2 separate regions of the Xenopus laevis genome follow, and region 2 is linked to region 1. The links are chromatin contacts, called in public Hi-C maps. All regions are on one chromosome and are shown on one strand. Each heading gives the region's core, a stretch centred on a gene start, on an enhancer-like site or on the middle of the called end of the contact. The rest is flanking DNA. Distances are from core to core; before and after follow the strand shown. Region 1 holds the start of adam17.L (ADAM metallopeptidase domain 17 L homeolog). Region 2 has its middle 19 kb from the start of taf1b.L.

Region 1 (6,125 bases), core at 2,019-4,518:
TTCTGTTAAGGGATACCTGGACATTCACGACTTATACAGTAAACAGCAAATCAGATCATTGGTGTCTGAAAGTAGCACTGTGGTTATATCCTCCTTACTAGGAAAACCTAAAGGTAGCTTTTACAGTCTGAACATTTAGCCTTCACGGATTACAATAAACCTAAAGTTCTTCCATACCAAAGGTATTGCCCTCAGAACACCACCCTATTATTTAAAACCTGTGCCAACTTCACTCAAGCTTTGTGAAATGTACTGCCCCCGTCATATGATTTCCAATATGTAATGGAAACATACTAGAAGTTTACCACCTGTATTATTGTTATAAGTAACAACGAAACGAAAATGGTGCTGCAACATTCTGAAATGGTGAAGAAATGGTGTAAAAAAACAAAAACAAAAAAAACCCCCACAATTTAGCATCATTTTCTTTGGAGTACACTGTGCGCCTGGCAGTGGGGTTCACACTTAACCCCACACTTCACAAGGCATGGTATAAATTGAGTGATCTACTCTTTGTTGTTGGATATAGTCTTGCACCCCAACCCCCATATTTAACACCAACCAAGAAAGCAACTAAAATCTCCCTGTCAGTAGCAGCTGTTTCTGGCAATTGGGATTATTGTGAAAAAGCCAATGCAGGAGATTTTCATAAGAAAAGTTTAAAAATCTCTTTATTAAATATGTCCCCATATTAGCATTTTAATGAGAATTGGGCTAAACAATACCCTGCCCCCACCATAAAAATAGCTACTTGTGCCAAAAAATAGCATACAAAAGGCCAGCAAATATTACAACACTAAAGCCATTCCACTTGCAAAAGGGTATAATCCAGTACAGGTATGAAACCCATTATCCGGAAACCTGGTTCTCCAGAAAGCTCCGAATTACGGAAAAACGCCTTTCCCATAGACTCCATTTTATCAAAATAATCCAAATTTTTTTGAAAATTATTTCCTTTTTCTTTGCAATAATAAAACAGTAGCTTGTACTTGATCCCAACTAAGATATAATTCATTCTTATTGGAAGCAAAACCAGCCTATTGGGTTTATTTAATGTTTATAAGATTTTCTAGTATGACAATCCAAATTACAGAAAGATCCTTTATCCGTAAAACCCCAGGTCCCGAGCATTCTGTATAACAGGTCCTATACCTGTACTTACATGCATTTAGATTTTTTTGCTTCCAGGATGTTGTTTCTATCACTTCCAATGGCAGGATGACTCCACTTACCTTGATGTTTGGCAGGCATCTCTTTCTGGTTACCATATGGAATGTGCTCAGCTTCAGCCCCCGCCAGACAAAGAAGCAAAACAAGCACAACTTCAACCAGACTCAGCCGACCCAAAGGCCTTAGAGTCTTCATTTTATTTGTAAGGACCGCTGGTAGAACACACACAGAACTCTCTAGGATCAAAGAGTCACAGATCCCACAGCATAATCCAAGTTTCTGATTGTAGCCGAATGATAAAATAGTCCTTCTTCATTCATTCATTTCACCGGCTCTATAACCTGATTAAAGTGGAGAACAAATAACATTAGGTCCATACTCTCACGCCTTAAAATCATTAAAAAGAAAGTTTGTAACTTATATATGTTAAGTAGAAGATGGGAGAGTCAGAGGAGTGAGAGGGTGACAGTCTCAGTAGATGAGAGTCAGAGGAGTGAGAGGGTGACAGTCTCAGTAGATGAGAGTCAGAGGAGTGAGAGGAGTGAGAGGGTGACAGTCTCAGTAGATGAGAGAGTTGGAGGAGTGAGAGGGTGACAGTCTCAGTAGATGAGAGAGTCAGAGGAGTGAGAGGGTGACAGTCTCAGTAGATGAGAGAGTCAGAGGAGTGAGAGGGTGACAGTCTCAGTAGATGAGAGAGTCAGAGGAGTGAGAGGGTGACAGTCTCAGTAGATGAGAGAGTCAGAGGAGTGAGAGGGTGACAGTCTCAGTAGATGAGAGAGTCAGAGGAGTGAGAGGGTGACAGTCTCAGTAGATGAGAGAGTCAGAGGAGTGAGAGGGTGACAGTCTCAGTAGATGAGAGAGTCAGAGGAGTGAGAGGGTGACAGTCTCAGTAGATGAGAGAGTCAGAGGAGTGAGAGGGTGACAGTCTCAGTAGATGAGAGAGTTGGAGGAGTGAGAGGGTGACAGTCTCAGTAGATGAGAGAGTCAGAGGAGTGAGAGGGTGACAGTCTCAGTAGATGAGAGAGTTGAAGGAGTGAGAGGGTGACAGTCTCAGTAGATGAGAGAGTCAGAGGAGTGAGAGGGTGACAGTCTCAGTAGATGAGAGAGTCAGAGGAGTGAGAGGGTGACAGTCTCAGTAGATGAGAGAGTTGGAGGAGTGAGAGGGTGACAGTCTCAGTAGATGAGAGAGTCAGAGGAGTGAGAGGGTGACAGTCTCAGTAGATGAGAGTCAGAGGAGTGAGAGGAGTGAGAGGGTGACAGTCTCAGTAGATGAGAGAGTTGGAGGAGTGAGAGGGTGACAGTCTCAGTAGATGAGAGAGTCAGAGGAGTGAGAGGGTGACAGTCTCAGTAGATGAGAGAGTCAGAGGAGTGAGAGGGTGACAGTCTCAGTAGATGAGAGAGTCAGAGGAGTGAGAGGGTGACAGTCTCAGTAGATGAGAGAGTCAGAGGAGTGAGAGGGTGACAGTCTCAGTAGATGAGAGAGTCAGAGGAGTGAGAGGGTGACAGTCTCAGTAGATGAGAGAGTCAGAGGAGTGAGAGGGTGACAGTCTCAGTAGATGAGAGAGTCAGAGGAGTGAGAGGGTGACAGTCTCAGTAGATGAGAGAGTTGAAGGAGTGAGAGGGTGACAGTCTCAGTAGATGAGAGAGTCAGAGGAGTGAGAGAGTGACAGTCTCAGTAGATGAGAGTCAGAGGAGTGAGAGGGTGACAGTCTCAGTAGATGAGAGTCAGAGGAGTGAGAGAGTGACAGTCTCAGTAGATGAGAGTCAGAGGAGTGAGAGAGTGACAGTCTCAGTAGATGAGAGAGTGACAGTCTCAGTAGATGAGAGTCAGAGGAGTGAGAGAGTGACAGTCTCAGTAGATGAGAGAGTCAGAGGAGTGAGAGGGTGACAGTCTCAGTAGATGAGAGAGTCGGAGGAGCAAGAGGGTGACAGTCTCAGTAGATGAGAGAGTGAGAGGATGTAAATAAAAGTAAAAGATGAGAGAATTTCATACCGCCCAATAATTCCTCTACCCAGGACAGTTCCGATGCTCCTAACACAGCCCGCAGTCCCGGATCGTTGTTTAAAAGTCCCGCAGCGCCCTTACCGTCCAGTTTCTGGATTCCTGCCGGGCAGCTAATCCAGGCGTCACTACTCTCATCTCGCGAGACTATGACGTCACATCACACGCTTCGTGTTGCTGCTTGTAATGCCGCCTTGTGGGAAATGAACATGAGGTCCGGTGTTTTTTGTGAGAAGCCCAATGATTTTCTTTCAAGCATGGCCATTGGTCACGTGTGCCCTCCATATTCCAGCTTTAGAGCAGTTTATAGACTGAAGAAGGGGTCATTTAGAAGAAGACTGAGTTACATAGACCAAAAGTCATCTTTTTAGTCTGCTCCTTATTTTGAAGAATACAGTCTCTGGCCTGGATTTGTGGTCAGGCAACAAAAGCCCAGGCCTAGTGACTAAGCTCTAAACACCATGCCCCCAACACGGACTGTTTTCTTAAAAATTTAATTTAAAATAGAAGCTTCATCACTCTGAAATAAAAAAAACATACTAAATAAAATAACAAAATTCTGTTCCGTTTCTGAAATCAATTTACTCTTCACTGTCCCCCTTTCAGCATCTGTCACTCTTCATGCAGGAGTTGGGTGTCAGTTTGATTGACAGATCTACTTTTGGGTGTGGGGTCTCTTTTATAGCAGATGTATCAGAGCTCTCTGAAATAACTGAATCCAGCACAAACAAAAAACAAATAGAACAACTGACCAGTACAAATGAATGTATAGACTGAGTGGATTTCTGGTGATTTTGAAAGAGTGAGCACTAATAGTACATATTCTAGGTAAAGCAGCAACCCCCCCCCCCCCCAAGACAGTCTCAGTAGATGAGAGAGTCGGAGGAGTGAGAGGGTGACAGTCTCAGTAGATGAGAGTCGGAGGAGTGAGAGGGTGACAGTCTCAGTAGATGAGAGTAGGAGGAGTGAGAGGGTGACAGTCTCAGTAGATGAGAGTCGGAGGAGTGAGAGGGTGACAGTCTCAGTAGATGAGAGTCAGAGGAGTGAGAGGGTGACAGTCTCAGTAGATGAGAGTCGGAGGAGTGAGAGGATGACAGTCTCAGTAGATGAGAGTCAGAGGAGTGAGAGGGTGACAGTTTCAGTAGATGAGAGTCAGAGGAATGAGAGGGTGACAGTCTTAGTAGATGAGAGTCAGAGGAGTGAGAGGGTGACAGTCTCAGTAGATGAGAGTCAGAGGAGTGAGAGGGTGACAGTCTCAGTAGATGAGAGTCGGAGGAGTGAGAGGGTGACAGTCTCAGTAGATAAGAGTCAGAGGAGTGAGAGGGTGACAGTCTCAGTAAATGAGAGTCAGAGGAGTCAGAGGGTGACAGTCTCAGTAGATGAGAGTCAGAGGAATGAGAGGGTGACAGTCTTAGTAGATGAGAGAGTCGGAGGGACAAGAGGGTGACAGTCTCAGTAGATGAGAGTCGGAGGAGTGAGAGGGTGACAGTCTCAGTAGATGAGAGTCGGAGGAGTGAGAGGGTGACAGTCTCAGTAGATGAGAGTCAGAGGAGTGAGAGGGTGACAGTCTCATTAGATGAGAGAGTCGGAGGGGCAAGAGGGTGACAGTCTCAGTAGATGAGAGAGTCGGAGGAGTGAGAGGGTGACAGTCTCAGTAGATGAGAGAGTCAGAGGGGCAAGAGGGTGACAGACTCAGTAGATGAGAGTCAGAGGGGCAAGAGGGTGACAGTATCAGTAGATGAGAGAGTCGGAGGGGCAAGAGGGTGACAGTCTCAGTAGATGAGAGAGTCGGAGGGGCAAGAAGGTGACAGTCTCAGTAGATGAGAGTCAAAGGAGTGAGAGGGTGACAGTCTCAGTAGATGAGAGAGTCGGAGGGGCAAGAGGGTGACAGACTCAGTAGATGAGAGTCAGAGGGGCAAGAGGGTGACAGTCTCAGTATGTGAGAGTCGGACAGTGGTGACAGTCAGAGGAGTGAGAGGGTGACAGTCTTAGTAGATGAGAGAGTCGGAGGGGCAAGAGGGTGACAGTCTCAGTAGATGAGAGAGTCAGAGGAGTGAGAGGATGACAGTACAAATGAATCATGCATGAGAAGAGAATGAGGAGCGACAGATGCTTAGAGGGGAATGGTGAAGATGAACTTGATTGTTACAGAATTTGTAATAATAATATTGATTGATAATTATTTGGAAAGTTTCTTACTTTGATTCACAGACGGATGAAGCCTTATATTACATATTCATTTTTGCAATAGTTCCCCTTTAAAAGTCACCCCTATAGAATGGTCGAATGCATCTCTAAAAACATGTAGACTTCCATTTTCACATGTATTTTATTTACAGCTTAGTCATGCCCTTAAAGTGGACCTGTCACCCAGACATAAAAAGCTGTATAATAAAAGTCCTTTTCAAATTAAACATGAAATCCAAATTCCTTTTTTTTTAATTAAATACTACCCCTCCCTGCTATCCCCAGTGTATTATAATAATAAAGACCAAGACACTGCAGGCTGCTTTGCTCAAGGAACAGTACTTTATTTGGGAGAAAATCTCTGTGTTGCCGGAGGGGACCTGAAGGAAATGCAATTTGCAGGTAAGAATTTTTAGATTTCCTTCAGGCATTGGGGAGGGTTGTGTAGGGACAGTATCCCTCCACTGCTTCATTTCTGTGAAATAGTATCCCCTTAGGGGGGGAGGCAAGAGTTTTGAATCCTGGAACTTTTTTATTGTAATACCAGAGCTTTCTTTTGCTCCTCTACCTTCCTGCAGGCAAATAGAGAGGTTAAAAAAGCACAAGAAAAAAGAGCATATAAATTATAATAAAAAAGATTGCTAGGAGAGACGTAGAGAAGACATGGAGAAGTGTTATACACATGAAGGAGGTGGAGGCATCATAGGGGGTTATAGAGAACAGGACTGGGACTGCATGTTCCTCCTTGCTTGTTTATATGGAATCC
Region 2 (6,125 bases), core at 1,363-3,862, 120 kb after region 1:
AAAAATCACGACTGAACCTCAGAAGTCTCCAATTTTGACTGTAATGGAAAAACTATTTTCTTCTGACGCACCTTTTTTATGAAATTCTTGGAAAGACAGCATGAAGTGTACCTAAAGCAAAATACAGGGAACTGTAGTTACATGCTGAGAGGAATGAATTAATAGCAGCGCGGCTGTGTGAAAATCCTGCAGTGCTAATGGTTAAAGGGGAAGTCCACCCAAAAACTGCTTTTTACACAATGAAAAAAAATATAATTCATAGGACATTTCCAATATACATACACTGGTGACAGACACATTGTTTCCAATATATAAACATTCTGTCCTGCTACAAGTGGCATATGGTCATGGCCCTTACTAAGGAAGCTTAAACATAATACAGTAGTCCCCAAACTCTATTGCTTTTAAACTGTGAATCGTTGCCATCATCACATATTATACCTGATGTCCTAGAATCCCTTATCAGGGACTATTATTCCTTATCACAGCTAGAGTTTAATTGCAGAGACTATATGATACTATAGGCACCATCGCTACCTACTATACCTACTATCCCACAGTCACACTCCCTTCCCAGAGACTTTTATCCACTGTTACTATAGGCACCATCTCTCTCTACTATACCTGCTATCCCACAGTCACACTCCCTTCCCAGAGACTTTTATCCACTGTTACTATAGGCACCATCTCTCCCTACTATACCTGCTATCCCACAGTCACACTCCCTTCCCAGAGATTATTATCCCACTGTTACTATAGACACCATCTCTCCCTACTATACCTGCTATCCCACAGTCACACTCCCTTCCCAGAGACTATTATCCCACTGTTACTATAGGCACTATCTCTCCCTACTATACCTGTTATCCCACAGTCACACTCCCTTCCCAGAGATTATTATCCCACTGTTACTACAGGCACCATCTCTCCCTACTATACCTGTTATCCCACAGTCACACTCCCTTCCCAGAGACTATTATCCACTGTTACTATAGGCACCATCTCTCCCTACTATACCTGCTATCCCACAGTCACACTCCCTTCCCAGAGACTATTATCCACTGTTACTATAGGCACCATCTCTCCCTACTATACCTGCTATCCCACAGCCACAGTCCCTTCCAGAGACTATTATCCACTGTTACTATAGGCACCATCTCTCCCTACTATACCTGCTATCCCACAGCCACACTCCCTTCCCAGAGACTATTATCCACTGTTACTATAGGCACCATCTCTCCCTACTATACCTGCTATCCGACAGTCACTCTCCCTTCCCAGAGACTATTATCCACTGTTACTATAGGCACCATCTCTCCCCACTATACCTGCTATCCCACAGTCACACTCCCTTCCCAGAGACTTTTATCCACTGTTACTATAGGCACCATCTCTCCCTACTATACCTGCTATCCCACAGTCACACTCCCTTCCCAGATACTATTATACCACTGTTACTATAGGCACCATCTCTCTCTACTATACCTGCTATCCCACAGTCACACTCCATTCCCAGAGACGTTTATCCACTGTATCTATAGGCACCATCTCTCCCTACTATACGTGCTATCCCACAGTCACACTCCCTTCCAAGAGATTATTATCCCACTGTTACTATAGGCACCATCTCTCCCTACTATACCTACTATCCCACAGTCACACTCCCTTCCCAGAGACTATTATCCCACTGTTACTATAGGCACCATCTCTCCCTACTATACCTGTTATCCCACAGTCACACTCCCTTCCCAGAGACTTTTATCCACTGTTACTATAGGCACCATCTCTCCCTACTATACCTGCTATCCCACAGTCACACTCCCTTCCAAGAGATTATTATCCCACTGTTACTATAGGCACCATCTCTCCCTACTATACCTACTATCCCACAGTCACACTCCCTTCCCAGAGACTATTATCCCACTGTTATTATAGGCACCATCTCTCCCTACTATAGCTGCTATCCCACAGCCACAGTCCCTTCCCAGAGACTATTATCCACTGTTACTATAGGCACCATCTCTCCCTACTATACCTGCTATCCCACAGTCACACTCCCTTCCCAGAGACTATTATCCCACTGTTACTATAGGCACCACCTCTCCCTACTATACCTGCTATCCCACAGTCACACTCCCTTCCCAGAGACTATTATCCACTGTTACTATAGGCACCAGCTCTCCCTACTATCCCACAGTCACACTCCATTCCCAGAGTTAATTATTAAAGATATTACTATAGGCTGCCTGCCTAGTCAGCAGGTTCATTTGTAGTGTGCTTTCCAGGCTACATCTCCTACTCTGGCATTCAACCCTTTTATGGATCTTCCCTAAATTCATCTCAAGGGAGGGTTCATAATAGTAGCTCCCTTTTCATGTGATTTTGAGGGTACACCTGGGGCTGGGGAATGTACGCCCTTTACTACTATTATTATGTTATTTTAATTATATGCATGAGCTTATGCTCTTAATGGAATCCTCCATCTAGGATGGTGCTGCACAGTAACCATGGAAACAGGACAGATTTTCTCTGTCTGCTGTGAGTCTAGGACACTCACTAGAGGAGCCTGGTGTTAGTGTGTGAAGCATGCAGAACAGAAAGACTGGGGCTGCCCTACTGCTGCTACTCAGTGGAACAGCTATGAGTGCAGATTCCCGCTCCAGGGCTCAGCAGATGCAGGCACAGGCAGGAGCTTGTCAGATTGTGTGTGTGCTGCTCTGACGCTTCAGTAGGAAGAGACAGGAAATGATGAATCCCTGTTCCATATGTCACTATACATTGTACACATATATTTTGCTGCATGCTACCATGGTGATAATGGGAATTGACTAGCATTTTTTAACCATGCATTGCAGGGAAAACACAAGCTACACAGACTCTCCTCAGGACACTCTGGGATGCTCCGGTAGCCAGTGTGTTGTATGGTGGCCTGGTTGCGGGGCTGTTTTAAAGAAAAACTATACCCCCAAACAATGCAGGTCTCTATAAAATGTATAGGAAAAAACAGCTCATATGCATAACCCTGCTTCATCTCAATAAACCATTTTCATGAAATATACTTTTTTATTAGTATGTACCATTGGGTAATTCTAAATTGAAAATTGCCATTTTAAGAAATAAGGGCCGCCCTCTGGGATCCTACGATTCACGGTGCACACAAAGAAACCAAGGGCACACATACATGTTAGGTCACATGGGCCAATTACTGCACAAAGTTCTGACTTTTGCTTCCACACTTCTTCCTGTTACAGTTAGAGCTGCAGTATTTCTGGTCAGGTGATCTCTGAGGCAGCACAGAGAATATCATAAAATGGGGGCTCATCTATATTCCAGTTTAGTAAGAATTTTCAATAGGCCACTTAATAGGACATAAACTATTGGTTAGGCATTCATTCTGGGGGGGTTGCCTTTAATAAATAGGCATTTGCCCAGGGGTCACCCAGACATGAGGCCGACCAACAAAACCCCTACCCCCCACCCCACATAAACTCCCCTCCCCCCCAGTCTAACTGCCCCCCGGGGAAATGCCCCTAACTTTTTCGGTACCCTTTCAGCGCAGATCCAGGCATCAGAGTTCACCGCAGCCATCTTCCGGGTCTTCGGTAAGATGAGACGGAGACCGGCGAAGCGGCGCATGGGCAGTTAGAGCAAATTACCGGTTTGCATCAACTGCACGTGCGCCGAAATGGACAGAAATTGCCGAAGTGTCGGAAGAATACATGAAGACCCGGAAGATGGCTGCAGTGAACTCCGATGCCTGAATCTGTGATGAGTGGTAAGTAAAAAGTAAGGGGCATTTCCCTGAAGGGGCAGGGTTTTTTTTGGTAAAGTGTTGAATTTTACTTTAAAGAAGCCATGTCTGGCTGGCGTAATGGTTTATCCAGCAAGCCTGAAGTTGCCATGCCAGGTGTGTTTAATGAAAGGCAGCTCAATGGGTGAGCTTTCTGTTCTAGTCACTGAGCTTTCTGTTCTAGTCATGTGCAGGTAATCTGAAACCTACAGGACCCGCAGGTTTACCTACAGGTCATGTGGGTTTGGTTAAAATTTGGGTGACCATTGCTGGTTTAGGTTGGGTGTGGGTCAGACTGGGAAATACACACTTCTTCTGCTCCCAGAGATTCCCTGTGTTGGAATAAGGGATGCACCGAATCCACTATTTTGGATTCGGCCAAACCCCCGAATCCTTCTCGAAAGATTCGGCCAAATACCGAACCAAATCTGCATATGAAAATTAGGGGTGGGAAGGGGAAAACATTTGTTACTTCCTTGTTTTGTGACAAACAGTCACACGATTTCCCTCCCTGCCCCTCATTTTCAAATTAGGATTTGGAAGGCAGAAGGATATGACCGAATCCTGCTGAAAAAGGGCCGAATCCCGAACCAAATCCTGGATTCGGTGCACCCCACTATTATTTTTTTATTTACATTTTGAATTATGTATCACTTCAGTTGTTTCCATATATTCTTCCACTGAGTGACACTAAACACCTCAGTAATGTATTTTAACACAGTTATAGTCTATAAAGATGAAATAAAACATTTGCGTGTGAACATTGTAATTAGGGATGCACCGAATCCACTATTTTGGATTTGGCCGAAACCCTGAATCCTTCGTGAAAGATTCGGCCACATACCGTCGGGATTCGGCCAGGATTTTGCCTTTTTGAGCAGGATACGGAATCCTTCTGCCCGGTTGTGGGAATGGGAAAAGATTTTTTAGTTCCTTGTTTTGTGACAAAAAGTCATGTGATTTCCCTCCCCACCCCTAATTTGCAAAGGTTTCAGCCGAATCCTGGCCGAATCCCTACGGCCTTGTACACTAGCGAATTGTCCTCTATGTCTGTTAGTGAATTGGCGATGTCCCTGCGAATTGACGCTAACGTTGGCCACTTCACCCTTTAGAGAATCTGCCCCATTGACTTAAGGCCTGAACAGAAAGAGTAATAAAAAGTAGCAATAAAAATAAATTTTTAGCCTTACAGAGCATTTGTTTTTAGATGGGCTCAGTGACCCCCATTTAAAAGCTGGAAAAAGTCTGAAGAAGGCAAATAATTAAAAACTATAAAAAAAGAAAAAAATTAAGCCCAGTTGCAAAGTTGATTAGAATTAGCTATTCTATAAAGTACACTTATGGGTGAACCATAAGTGATTGGAACTTATGACCTGTACATAACATATACTGGATTGGGCTCTACTTTAAAGGAGAAGGAAAGTTAAAAAAAACAACCTCCCTCTTTCTCTTCAGCATTACCCCCCCTCCTGAAACGCTGCATTGAAAAGTGCAATGGTATTACTGTATTTGTGCACTTGCATTCCAAAGATTTTGCATAGTATAAGCTTTGGCGCCGCCATTTTCAAATCACCACATCACTTCCTCCCTGCGCTTTACCACTAGTGCGCATGCACCTCTTCTTGACCCTATGACATAACCAAATAAGCGCGTGTATGTATCTACAGAGTCAGCATAAACAGGGACCCATTTCCGTCACATTCATATTGCTTAGAACAGTGCACATTTTTTGAATAAGCACAATATGTTCTACAACGATCGTTTCACTCCTCTGCTTCTCCGCTTGCTGCAAACTGTAAATCAAAACCAGCAAGCGCAGGAGCTTCAAAGCTTTCCCATTCTTACCCGACAGCAGGGAACATCAGTCATATTGACAGGTTTGTAAATGCAGGTGGCGGCAAAGACGTTAGGGATGACAAACGAACAAACTATTGGATCACGTGACCCGAACGTCGTCTGTTCAAAGGGAAGCCAGGAGGTCATAGTGCGCATGTGCAGGGCACTGCTGAGACTAATGGCGCATGCGTGTGCCCTGATTTGAGGGATTTATGGACTGCAGCAAAGATATCCGTTTCTGTGCAGCTTGCCATTTATATGAAAAAGGATTACAGCTCAAGAAATAATGAGAAACTGAATGAAGAAATGCCTGCTGGTAAAAGTATATACATCTTATGGCCAATAATTACAGCATTATTTTATTTTAGACTTTCCTTCTCCTTTAAGAGCTTTTCTTATTTGTAAGGAGGCAGTTGTGTGACCCCTAGTGTACATATGAGGTATAACCTGCTGTACTACCACAGACACCACCTGTAAATCAGGTCAGGATGAGAATGAA

The links. A called contact is a pair of places that touch in the nucleus more often than the background predicts.
Region 2: a contact with region 1 is called in a Hi-C map of animal cap, with 12 times the contacts expected there. The contact joins the enhancer-like site here to the promoter of adam17.L in region 1. A contact is called at or near these places in 3 of 4 Hi-C or Micro-C datasets (the XL177 cell line, the XTC cell line and animal cap).

The regions. Positions count from the first base shown.
Region 1 is chr5L:148,755,082-148,761,206 of Xenopus_laevis_v10.1, forward strand. adam17.L (ADAM metallopeptidase domain 17 L homeolog) reads right to left here and starts at 3,269. Exons shown (of 20, transcript NM_001095661.1): 1 at 3,164-3,269; 2 at 1,233-1,511. The coding sequence starts at 1,365.
Region 2 is chr5L:148,879,874-148,885,998 of Xenopus_laevis_v10.1, forward strand. No RefSeq gene overlaps it. Among protein-coding and RNA genes, the nearest start is that of taf1b.L, 19 kb to the right of the region's middle. Within about 2 kb of position 2,613, at least 1 of the 7 cell types and tissues checked has an H3K27ac peak or open chromatin away from gene starts, as enhancers often do.